Linked DNA regions of Gasterosteus aculeatus: region 1 is linked to region 2. The links are chromatin contacts, called in public Hi-C maps. All regions are on one chromosome and are shown on one strand. Each heading gives the region's core, a stretch centred on a gene start, on an enhancer-like site or on the middle of the called end of the contact. The rest is flanking DNA. Distances are from core to core; before and after follow the strand shown.

Region 1 (2,700 bases), core at 98-2,597, 44 kb after region 2:
AAGCTAAGTGGGTGGACATCGTTTTATGTGGTATCATTGCAAAGTACCTGCAAAAACAAGCATGTCCCCTCCTCACATCTGACTCAAACGGACGGAGCCTCCATCCGACCCTTCGACTGCCGACTCCTCAAGTTCAAGGTGCGTAGCGCGCGCAGAAATCTGTCTACCGACCAGTAGACCGGTAGGTGATTTTGGAGACACAAAAGCCCGGTCGGTGTGTGTGTGGACTCCAGCCAGGCCAGAGGACGCCGCGATGACATCGGGGGTTTATTGTTCCAGTGCGCCGTCGGGGGGGGGGGGGGGGGGGGAGCATGCTCCTTTTGAGCGGTAAAATATGAGACTCCCCCAATCCTCCCGGTTTCTGTAACTGCTAAACAGCACAAGTCGCTTTTTTTCCTCCCCTTTGTTGGTTTAGTCATGTTTTCCTTTCTGCTTCTACTTTGTAATTTTAACTTTTTTCTCTCAAACAAATTAGTCCTGTAATTTGTGTTTCAGCACACGTTTTGTTTTTTTCACTTCAGTTTTCTAAAGATCTGAACAAATCTGAACCCGTCTCTCTGCGCCGGAAGTTTGCTGACGCAGTTTGATAGAAATTTCAACTGCTGTGTTGGAATGTTTTATTCATGCGCCGGCTTTGATCTTTCGTTGGGTTTCTCTTGGTGCAAACAGTGAAGTCCGATAAAAGTGAACTAAAACCGACAGTATTCCCTCAGCTGAAACCCTCCGTAGTTCAGTCAGTGTGTGTGTGTGTGTGTGTGTGTGTGTGTGTGTGTGCACGTGTGGTAGTGTTCTCTCCAAGTACGCACACACAAACACACACACATGCACACACACCAGAATGATCACAGTTCACACAAGAAGATCAATACTGATGCACACAGAAACCCACTCATACAAATGTTGTGCGTGTACAAAGACTAATGCACACACATGTTTTTGTTTGCACTGAGATGGACACATTCAGACAGGTAGACACACACGCACACACAGACACACACAAACACACGCGCGGAGCAGGTAGGGAAACGGGAGTAGACCGAACAGGTCAGCCGCTCCTTCAGATGTGCTGCAGCTTGTCCTCTTTCTCCACTCAGACAAGTTTCTCACAGACAACAATGAGTAACGAGCTTTTCTTTTTTATTTGCTTAAGTAATTGAATAGAAAAACATGGTCTCTACCTGCAGGGTTCCCAAAGGGCACAGACGTGAATACAGATCTCTCTTTGTGGTCATTTTTAACTTTAATACGCAGTAAATAGAATGATTTGTCAGTAATATACGCCATGTATTTCCTTACCGTCCATCTCGGGTTCATTCAGAATGAAACTGGTGTCGTCACATTGTTTCTTTCTTTTTTTTTCACACAGGAGCAAAGAGAGACAATGACCGATCAACAGTTGAGTCACTGCTTCTCGGGGAAGCAGGATTTGAAGTGTTGCCCTTTAACCACAGCGCCATCTTTGGGATGATTAATTTGCTAAAGTCTTCAGAACAAAAACAAAATTTCTCCTCGAAAACTTTCCAGATCACCTTTTTGTTGAAGCTCCGTTTGAGATTAAATGTTGACCTTCGATTCCAAAACTCCCGTAATTATCCTTAAACATCCTTTGCAACGTTTACAGCTTGTTATCTCGTTAATATGCAGATTATATTTAATGGGTGGGAAATTACAGCCACTTACTGCCTTTGACATGTTTGGTTTCATGACCTTATTCTGAATTACAATAATATTCCTTCTATGCTGTTTGAAGGTTGATAATAACAAATATTCCCGTTTACACGCAGCAGTGCGTACGCCGATGAAAACGCCTCCCACACACCGGCACGTCCTCTCGCTTTCAAAAAGTCCCACAAACAGCAGTCATATTACTATTTGAATAACAGACAGGCAGGCAGTGGGCTGAAAAGGTCAATTACAGTATTTCACCATCCTGCTGCCTCCTTGATCTCACAACTCAAGGTTCAAAACCATTGAGTTTATTCTAGAATGTATTACTATTTTAATGAAACGTTTATTGCAATTTGTGGGATGTCAACATATATTTTTTTAAATGTCAGCATAAACACGTGGAAATAATCTTAAAAGCAAAATGTTGGGTGTAGAAATAAACTTTAGCGGACACGGATGAGTTCATGGAGATCAATACGTAACACGAGTCAGGCTTTTCCCCGAGGGAAGGAGGACAAACCGTGAACGGACTGGACGAGAGCTTGAGGGGGAGGGAGACTTATCCGTGTCACAGGTGATGCTTCCTTCCTCATTCGGCTCCGTGCTTTTCATCGGCGGGGGGCCGGTCTGTACGCCGCACTGATGCTGGTGCTCTGCCGCCACGAGCACGAGAAAATCAAGAGACATTCAAATGCAGTCTGCCGGAAATAGCAGGATGTAGTATCACGCTCTAATGAGCACTTTCACGTTCCCAAAGGAGGCAAAAAACTAGTTTGATTGCATTCGTTGCTTGCATTCGAGTTCTGACATTTTTTGAGTGGAGAACATCAAAAGAATTATTCCTTTAAGATTATTCTGAATAATCTTAATATCAGTTTTTATGCAAAACGCGTGCTGCTGGTACTGGACTCGCTTGTGGTGGACCTGCTCATGTTGCACTAGTCACCGCACTAGTTGTGTGGATAGAAATCCCTGCGGATACGTTGATTATTTGCCATCTTAATCCCTTTTTTGATGGTTTAACATCAACAG
Region 2 (2,700 bases), core at 81-2,580:
TTATTTTATTCATTCATTATTATTTTTTATACCAGATACTTATTTCTGACCTTGATATCTTCACATGGGAGCTTCTGGACCACAAGGCCATTGCTTTGTTTCCGTGTTTCTTTAAATCGTTTTTGTTAACTTGAAAAAGTAACACGAGGACACCGGCTCGGGCTTTCTGAAGTCGTGTTAAACAGATTCTAGCAATTTCTGAAGTTGTAACCAAACAATGACAATGAGAAACAAACCGTCTCCGCAGACTTGAATTAACGCGCCCGTTATTTTCAGCCCATTGATTCTCTGACGACCAAGCGCTTAATTGTTAGTAAATGCTTTACTGCGACGTCAACATGCAGCGCGAGTCTCCGTGCTGCTTTCCTTCAGCGCAACACAATTTGACAACAACACGTTTCGGGGCAGAAGTTGACGGATCTCATGTTTCTTCCGTCTCTTTTTCAGAACTCGGAAGGGCGAAGGTCACTCCAACTCATTTAAACATCTTCCTTTCAAACTCTGCTCTTTATATAAGTGAGTATACGTCAAACAACAAGCCCCGCCCCTCCCTCAAATGTCAAGTTCACGACTTAGCGAGGACGGCCCGAAAGGGCCTTGAAGTCAGTAATTATCTCGTGGTATTTGTGTCGGCCGCGGGCCTCCAGGCGGCTGTCAGTCAGGGTGACGTCCATCGGAGGGGCAGCAGAGAGAGAAAACGCAGCGGAGGGCCGGATGTCGCCGGGGGGCTCGTCCATCACGCGCTGTCCATCACGCCGGCCGCAGTTTCGTCGCAGTTTTCGTCGATGCCATGGATGGTTCATATTCTCTCCGACCGTGGCCTGTTGGGTTCAGCCGGGGCGCTCGTTGGGGGGGTGAACCCAGAGGAGCGTGACTTCAGGGGGGGGGCGTGGAGGCCCGGGAGAAGCCGCCGTCGCTGGCGCTTTGCTACGCTAACACGTAGCTCTCCCGCAGACAGTTGTTCGAATTAGCAAAAGAAGAATGATGAAAAGTCGTGTTTTGTAGCTAAATGCATGACTGAATGAGTCCTTAAAAAGTGATCACTAAATATCTTTCTACACATTTTTTTGTCCTGCCAACTCGGGAGCTGTAGCTCCACTTTGTAGACCTTCCAATAATAATTCACTTTCAGGATTTCACTTCAGGTAGAAATAAAAATAGTCTCTCACTGTGACTTCCTCCTTCTCCACGTTGTTTTAGTCACGTGGGAAATGAGCAAACACTTAAACACAACGCGCTCATGTGGGTTGCCACTCCACACTTGTGCGGCACATCATCAGGACTCTCTGTACTCGCACTGACTTGTTGCACCTTGTTTGTGTGTCTTAACGTCGCGCTCATGAAGTTGCCGGTTAGTTTCTCCTCGGGCTGCCTGCGGGTTTGTTTCATGTGCCGTCTGAGTCCGCGAGACGAGTCACACGTCACATCTCCCCCTGCAGGGCCTTTGAGTTAACAACCACTTCTTCTACAAAAAGAAAGTAACTTAAAAAATGTTATTTGTGGCCGTTAAAAGCATTTTCACTACATATTCTTCTAGTCAAGTGCAGTTAAGTTCTTTGGATTCATGTAATTCTAATAAAAAAAGTTTGCAGGGTTTGAGGATGTCGTCCCTCCCTCCCAAAGTGACGGAGCTTCATTCTCCTCTGCAGTTTATTTTGGTATCATAATATATTTTGACACAAAACTACAGAGACAGCGGCACGAGGTGCTTATTGTCTCGTAAAAAAGGTGCAGACTTCTGGATACGAGGACAAAACATGTTTAAGTACCAGCCTGGTTAATAAAATCCATTCATTGAGTAGAACTTCTTGTAGGACGGATTCTTGGTTGAGTCCTCGTCCTTTTCCTTTCCCTAGTTGACCCCACGTTGACCTCCATTAGTCCATCCAAAGGCCCTTTTCTACTTTGCTTCCTCTGCTCCTTCATGCTGGGACTTAAATGTCTCTCAGTGTTCACTTTAAAGTCCCACGGTGAGACTGAGGTGTGAACCTTCGCGTCCTCAAAGCAGCGTGAACAGCTTGCAGGTAAAATATCGACAACGTCTCGCTTGCTTTCTTCACTTCTACAGTTTGATTATGTGTGTGTGTGTGTGTGTTTGAGTAAAACATGGCTAAAAAGCCTGAAAGCTGTAGAATAAGCTTCCTCTGATCAACAACAAGGTTACAACAGTAATGTGTTGTTTTTAAGACATTAAAAGTAGGTATTAATCCGGAGTATTAATCCTGCCCGAGTGGGATGAAGAAAACACAAGGTTGTTCCTCTCAAGTGAGTTTCAGGTCTTTGTGTGATGACTTTGGCAGCTTCGCGTCACCACTGGCGGATCGGAAGGCAGGAAAGTGGTCTGAAATCCACCCGGAATGCTTTGAAACTCTCTCCCCCGTGCAACGCGCCGCCAACAACCGTCGCATTGTCCTGGGAAATGCCCGGGGTCAAAGTGCACGACAAGGTGAGCGCTAAGCAGGGCCTGACATAACAAAAAAAAGGACATTTAATCTTGTGCTCGCGGCGAGATTTATGTTGGGGAGGAAGGGGGGGGGGGGGGGTTTAAACCAGTGAGTCGCGTTAAGAGGAGCTGCCGAGGAGTGAAGGTGGGATCGTGATCCCGTTAACTGCTTTTGGGGCGGCCCGCGCTGGTGGAGCAGGGAGCTCTCTGCCGCGTGTTTGTACGTCGGTCATGGACCTGAGGGACACGACGGAGAC

The links. A called contact is a pair of places that touch in the nucleus more often than the background predicts.
Region 1: a contact with region 2 is called in a Hi-C map of whole body, with 2.7 times the contacts expected there. The contact joins two enhancer-like sites. A contact is called at or near these places in 2 of 6 Hi-C or Micro-C datasets (tail fin and whole body).

Annotation. Positions count from the first base shown.
Region 1 is chr4:4,448,479-4,451,178 of fGasAcu3.hap1.1, forward strand. All of the region lies in intron 15 of fat2 (FAT atypical cadherin 2), which reads left to right. Among protein-coding and RNA genes, the nearest start is that of mtnr1al, 24 kb to the right of the region's middle. Within about 2 kb of position 1,348, at least 3 of the 9 cell types and tissues checked have open chromatin away from gene starts, as enhancers often do.
Region 2 is chr4:4,404,356-4,407,055 of fGasAcu3.hap1.1, forward strand. No RefSeq gene overlaps it. Among protein-coding and RNA genes, the nearest start is that of lman2, 7.9 kb to the left of the region's middle. Within about 2 kb of position 1,331, at least 3 of the 9 cell types and tissues checked have open chromatin away from gene starts, as enhancers often do.